Regions from separate parts of the Mus musculus genome. Here region 2 is linked to region 1. A link is a contact called in public HiChIP or PLAC-seq data. All regions are on one chromosome and are shown on one strand. Each heading gives the region's core, a stretch centred on a gene start, on an enhancer-like site or on the middle of the called end of the contact. The rest is flanking DNA. Distances are from core to core; before and after follow the strand shown. Region 1 overlaps Fbxw4 (F-box and WD-40 domain protein 4). Region 2 overlaps 4930505N22Rik (RIKEN cDNA 4930505N22 gene).

Evidence for each region. HiChIP or PLAC-seq counts read pairs in DNA pulled down with a chosen protein or histone mark.
Region 2: an H3K4me3 HiChIP or PLAC-seq map of bone marrow-derived macrophages shows a contact between it and region 1, with 4 times the contacts expected there. The contact joins two enhancer-like sites. A contact is called at or near these places in 1 of 39 promoter capture datasets (hippocampal neurons), 1 of 15 datasets of contacts at CTCF or cohesin (embryonic stem cells), 4 of 484 Hi-C or Micro-C datasets (the G1E-ER4 cell line, embryonic fibroblasts and embryonic stem cells) and 3 of 115 datasets of contacts at active chromatin or transcription factors (T-cell acute lymphoblastic leukemia, bone marrow-derived macrophages and neural tube).

Annotation. Positions count from the first base shown.
Region 1 is chr19:45,590,512-45,593,505 of GRCm38.p6, reverse strand. Fbxw4 (F-box and WD-40 domain protein 4) reads left to right here. Exons shown (of 9, transcript NM_013907.2): 6 at 1,712-1,777. Among named protein-coding and RNA genes, the nearest start is that of Dpcd, 31 kb to the right of the region's middle. Within about 2 kb of position 1,580, at least 77 of the 459 cell types and tissues checked have an H3K27ac peak or open chromatin away from gene starts, as enhancers often do. A contact at or near this core is called in the G1E-ER4 cell line and bone marrow-derived macrophages, where this site is marked.
Region 2 is chr19:46,013,268-46,016,261 of GRCm38.p6, reverse strand. 4930505N22Rik (RIKEN cDNA 4930505N22 gene) reads right to left here. Exons shown (of 2, transcript NR_152221.1): 2 at 2,876-2,994. Among named protein-coding and RNA genes, the nearest start is that of Hps6, 11 kb to the right of the region's middle. Within about 2 kb of position 1,586, at least 70 of the 459 cell types and tissues checked have an H3K27ac peak or open chromatin away from gene starts, as enhancers often do. A contact at or near this core is called in the G1E-ER4 cell line and bone marrow-derived macrophages, where this site is marked.

The DNA of each region.
Region 1 (2,994 bases), core at 331-2,830:
CCTTGAGGCTAATTTAGGCCTGTGGCCAAGAGGCCTCAGAGACTTCCATAAGAGATGCCCGTGTCTGTGCTGGCGCCCTTCACCTGGCCTCAACTCCTCAAAAGTCTGGAGAGCCCAATTGCCTGCTCCAATGATTTCCAAGTAGCTATTATGTTTCCAACCCAAGGTAATTGGCTTTACCAGTTATTAATGGATTACACTGAAGAGAAAACTGTGGAGGAGGGAGGCAAGGGGAGCACCTCCTGCCTCTGTAGTTTGGTTCCTTGGTGCTCGGTAGCTGCCCGGCACTGCCACTTTATGGTAGAATGGCTGCTGGCAGTAGATGAAGAGGAAATTGGGATGCTGTCATATTCCTGGAGGAAGCTTTGGCTCGAGGCACGAGAGCCCCCGGGTGTCTTGTCTGGCCTTGTTCCAGTTTGGAGATGACAGGTGGGCACTAGTCTACAGTTTTGGTACTTAAACCAGCCAGTGCCTGCCCAGACATTTCCCTCATCAGCAACTGCTAGCTAACTCTTCACCAGCTGCACTGTCCAAGGCACGGCCTTCTTCAGACCCTTCTCCGCAGAACTCTACCTCCCGCTGACGTGGTGGGTACAGGTGCTGGGCACTGCCGGCCAAAGGGCTGCTTGCCCACGTGTGAGGTATCACTAATGCATCCAATCTTCCTTCCCCGGTGCAGGACATGTGGGGCCCTGGCCCATGCCCCGCCCAGTGCCTTTAATCTTACTGATTGACATTAGGCTTCGTGAGGCTTCCCCTTCCACCCCTCCCAAATGTTATGATGAAGGTCTGCTCTAGCTCAGCCGTTCACGCTCTCATCCCAGTATTGAGGCTCTGCAGACCGATCCTTCCCACAGTGCCTGAGCCTCCGCAGCATGAAACCACTCAGACTGCCTACGTTGACCATTCTGAGAGACTCTGGAAATTGTGTGTTCTTTCTCACCTGCCTGTAGGCAGTGTCCATGGTACTCTTCGAGACTCTTCCCAACTATATCTCATCCCTCGGCAGACCTGGCTACTTGGCCCTGCTCCCTGAAAGCTACAACATACTTTTGGAGATGCACTATTTTCCTATTTGCCCAGTGTTTGTACAGCTTTGTCAGTCTTGCAATTATTTGGGGTCGGGGGGTGAGACGGGGTTTCACTTTCATAGACTAGCCTGAGTTCTGGCCTCAAACTCAAGAGATTCACCTGCCTCTGCCTCCTTAGTGCTGGGATTAAAGGCATGCCCTACCATGCCTGGTTTCCCAACTCTTAAACCCTTCTGGAAAGTCTCTGTCTGATTGGGGTGGTCACTGGTCAGTCCCCGTAGGATGCTCCTAGGGGGTCTTACAGCACTGAGCTCTCAAGTCTCACGCAGGTACATTCTCATCAGCTCACACTGCCTAGGGCTCAGAGCTGCCCATGCAGAGGCACAGGTCTGCTGCCGACCTTCTGTGGTCAGAGGTGACATGCCCCAGTCCAAAGAGCGGGCATATCCGTGGTTGAAGCTCCGCAGCCTCTAGTCAGACAGCCTTGGGAGGCTGCACCCCTCTTCGCACCAAGTTGTCTTAGAGATTTCTGTGATACTTCCTCATTCTCTCTCAATGTTTCTTTTTCTGGCTTAACCCCATGATCCCTGGGCAAGGAGCCCAGCATTTCTAATGTGTAGCCATTTCCGCCACAAGTTCTGACAAGCCAGCTCTAACTCTGTCCTCCTTTTGTTTGGCAGCTCTTTTGTGACTGGAACAGCTTGTTGTGGGCACTTCTCACCTCTGAGAATCTGGGACCTCAACAGGTAAGAGATTCCTAAGCCCACAGCGGCATTGAGTGGGGGCAGGCTAGGGCAGCTGCGAGACAAAGGAAGAGCTAGCTAGCCAGCCCCTGCCTCAGTTGGCCTGGTGGTACCAGAGGAAGCGGGAGAAATCACACCTCCACCCACCAACAGCTGCAGTGCATTTCTTGGGGGAGTTATTTGAAGTTAGCTTGAGGAGACCCTTGAAATCACCTGGAACAGGTGAGCGTGCTCATGGACAATTGATAGTAACTACTTGGGTTTAATATATCTTTCCTGAAGAGTTCCTGGCTGTGTACTCTCTCCTCAGAGGGGCATTTTTATACCATAAAAAGTTTCAAAGGTGGCCTGTAGAACCCATAACATAATTTTGTATGATGATTAAAATGCAAGCAGGTTTTCTTCACAGTTCTCCAGTCAGCAAGCTTAATGCATTCTCTGATCCTCTGCAAGTCTGTTTTAGTTTTGTTAGTTTTTCAACCAAAAGCTTTCATTTTGAAATAACTGTATGTTTATAGGATGTTACAGAGAGATCAGCGGGGTGCTTGTATAACATTTATATAACATAGTTTCAGAAGCAGGGCACTAGCAATGGGATCTCATGGGCCTTTTTCTGTACCTACCACCACAGTCATGATAGAGATTTGTCAGACACCCTTCCCAGTCAGACCTGCATCGTCTCTAATACCCACAAACATTTAGATGCTCTCTGCCTCTAATTTTGTTATTTTAAAGATACGATTTAAATGGAATCATATAGTTTGTTTCCTTTAAGAGTAGCTTTGTATGGCTGGAGAAATGGCTCAGCAGTTAAGAGCACTGACTGCTCTTTCAGAGGTCCTGAGTTCAGTTCCAAACAGCCCCGTGGTGGCTCACAACCATCTGTAAATGGGATCTGATGCCCTCTTCTGGTGTGCCTGAAGACAGCAACAGTGTACTAACATATATAAAAATAAATCTTCTTTAAAAAAAAAAAAAAAGAGTAGCTAATGCCAGACATGGTGGCATGGACTTTTGACCCCAGCACAAGAAAGGTAGAGACAGACAGATCTTTGTCTCAGAAAAAACAAAACAAAACAATTGAAAGATTAGGTAATTTTTGTTGGTTGGTTGGTTGGTTGGTTTTTTGAGACAGGGTTTCTCTGTGTAGCCCTGGATGTCCTGGAACTCACTCTGTAGACCAGGTTGGCCTCGACCTCAGAAATCTGCCTGCCTCTGCC
Region 2 (2,994 bases), core at 337-2,836, 420 kb before region 1:
AAGGGCTACTGTTGGATTTAGGGATCATCTTAATCTAGGATAATCTCCCCTTGAGATCCTTAATCACCTCTTCAAAGAGACTTATTTTAAATAAGACCACATTCTGCCAGGCGTGGTGGCGCATGCCTTTGATTCCAGCACTTGGGAGGCAGAGGGAGGAGGATTTCTGAGTTTGAGGCCAGCCTGGTCTACAGAGTTAGTTCCAGGACAGCCAGGGCTATACAGAGAAACCCTGTCTCAAAAAACAAACAAACAAACAAACAAACAAACAAAAAACAAAGACCACATTCTGAAAGTTTGTATGGTATGGAAGTCACAAACTCTATCTCCAAGAAGGTTCTGGTGACCTTTTTAATTTAAAAAAAGTTTTTTTTGGCCTGGTGTGGTGGCACATGCCTTTAATTCCAGCACTTGGGAGGCAGAGGCAGGCGGATTTCTGAGTTCGAGGCCAGCCTGGTCTACAAAGTGAGTTCCAGGACAGCCAGAGCTACACAGAGAAACCCTGTCTCGAAAAACCAAAAAAAAATTATTTATTTTTTTGGTGGTGGTATCCTACCAAGCACACACTCAGCCACTGGACCGTATCTCTACCACATATGTTTCAGTTTGATGGTGAACCCCATTCTTGGAGAGGCCCTGAATTTTGGCATAGAAAAATCACAGCTATTTTAATTTCATTTTAGTTAATTAATGTTCTCAAACAGGGTTTCTCTGTGTAACAGCTCTGGCTGTCCAGTGACTCTAAGGTGGGGTGGCTTTTTCTCCTACTTTTTTTCTTTTGAGATAGGGTCTCATTAGCCCAGGCTGGCCTTGAACTTGCCATGTAACTGAGGACAACCTTGAAATTCTGATCCTCCTGCCTCCAAAGTTCTGGGATTGTCGTCATGGTGATTCCATGTTCAAGGTTTTGTTACTGTTGTTGTTTGTTTGCTTGCTTGCTTTTTACTAGAAGCAGGTTTATCTCTATTTCACACTTTGTGTGTAAAAATGAGACTATATTTATTTTAGAAATAAAGTCTGACAGTCTTGTATTTTATTTTATTTTATTGTTTTGTTTTGTTTTTTCAAGACAGGGTTTCTCTGTATAACCAACCCTGGCTGTCCTGTAACTCACTCTGTAGACCAGGCTGGCCTCGAACTCAGAAATCCACCTGCCTCTGCCTCCCAAGTGCTGGGATTAAAGGTGTGCGCCACCACGCCCGGCTAGTCTTGTATTTTAAATTCATATGCGATATGACCTTTTCCTCTTAGGAAACAGCTGTGGGCGACTCCCTTTCCTCTTCCAGTCCTGAAGAGAATTCCGGTGGCTCAGGTTCCTTTTCCTCCCGGTTCAGTTCTAGGACCCTTTCCTCTTGCCATGACTCTCCTTCCTGAGTTTCCTCCTGGCAGCCTCCCTCTCTTCCTTGTTTTCTCTTGGCTTCTAGAAATTCCTGCTAGTGAACATTTGACGGGTGAAGCTGGCAGTGACAAGAGATGCCCACCAGGAGGCGCCAGTGCCTAAGAAGATGCTGAAGCCCTGTATGGAGGCTCCTGCCTGCAGAGGCTGAAGTCCTGCGCCCTCTAGGACTACACAAGGAGTTCCAGGCCAGCGTGGGCTACAAAGGAGGAGCTAACTCAGTGGCCAAGATTGTTGTTGCTGTTGCAGAGAACCTGAGTTGGGTTTCTAGTATGCATGTCTAGTGCTCACAGTTAACTCTAACTTTAGTTCCAGGGAATCTCAGATGCTCTTCCCACCTCTGAGAGGACATTTGTATATATGTGGTGTACACACACACACACACACACACACACAAATAAAAAGTAATTTTTTAAGATATCTGTAACCCAATTTGCAAAAACACATGAAACTCAAGAAGAACGAAGACCAAAGTGTGGACACTTTGCCCCTTCTTAGAATTGGGAACAAAACACCCATGGAAGGAGTTACAGAGACGAAGTTTGGAGCTGAGACTAAAGGATGGACCATCTAGTGACTGCCATATCCAGGGTTTCATCCCATAATCAGCCTCCAAACGAAGACACCATTGCATACACTAGCAAGATTGTGCTGATAGGACCCTGATATAGCTGTCTCTAGTGAGACTATGCCGGGGCCTAGCAAACACATAAGTGGATGCTCACAGTCAGCTATTGGATAGATCACAGGGCCCCCAATGGAGGAGCTAGAGAAATTACCCAAGGAGCTAAAGGGATCTGCAACCCTATAGGTGGAACAACATTATGAACTAACCAGTACCCCGGAGCTCTTGACTCTAGCTGCATATGTATCAAAAGATGACCTAGTCGGCCATCACTGGAAAGAGAGGCCCATTGGACTTGCAAACTTTATATGCCCCAGTACAGGGGAACGCCAGGGCCAAAAGTGGGAGTGGGGGTGGGGAGGGTATCGGGGAATTTTTGGGATAGCATTGGAAATATAAATGAGGAAATATCTAAAAAAAAAAAAGATATCTGTAACCACAGGGGGCTGGAGAGATGGCTCAGCTGTTAAGAGCACTGACTACTCTTCTAGAGGTCCTGAGTTCAATTCCCAGCAACCACATGGTGGCCCACAGCCATCTATAATGGGATCTGATGCCCTCTTCTGGGGTGTCTGAAGACAGCTACAGTGTACTTCCATATAATAATAAATAAATCTTAAAAAAAAAAAAAAGGTAGGGCTGGAGAGATGGCTCAGTGGTTAAGAGCACCAACTGCTCTGCCAAAGGTCGTGAGTTCAAATCCCAGCAACCACATGGTGGCTCACAACCATCTGCAAGGAGATCTGATGCCCTTTTCTAGGGTGTCTGAAGACAGCTACAGTGTACTTACATATAAATAAATAGATTTAAAAAAAAACAAACAACCCCCTCCCAAAAAAAAGATATCTGTAACCACACTTTTGGCTACTTTATTGGATCGTTTTTCCCACCACTTTTCTCAACCCTTCTAACCTCCCCAACACTAGGTAGGAGAGGAGGTTAGAGGGGAAAGGAGGCGTCCATCTTAGACTAG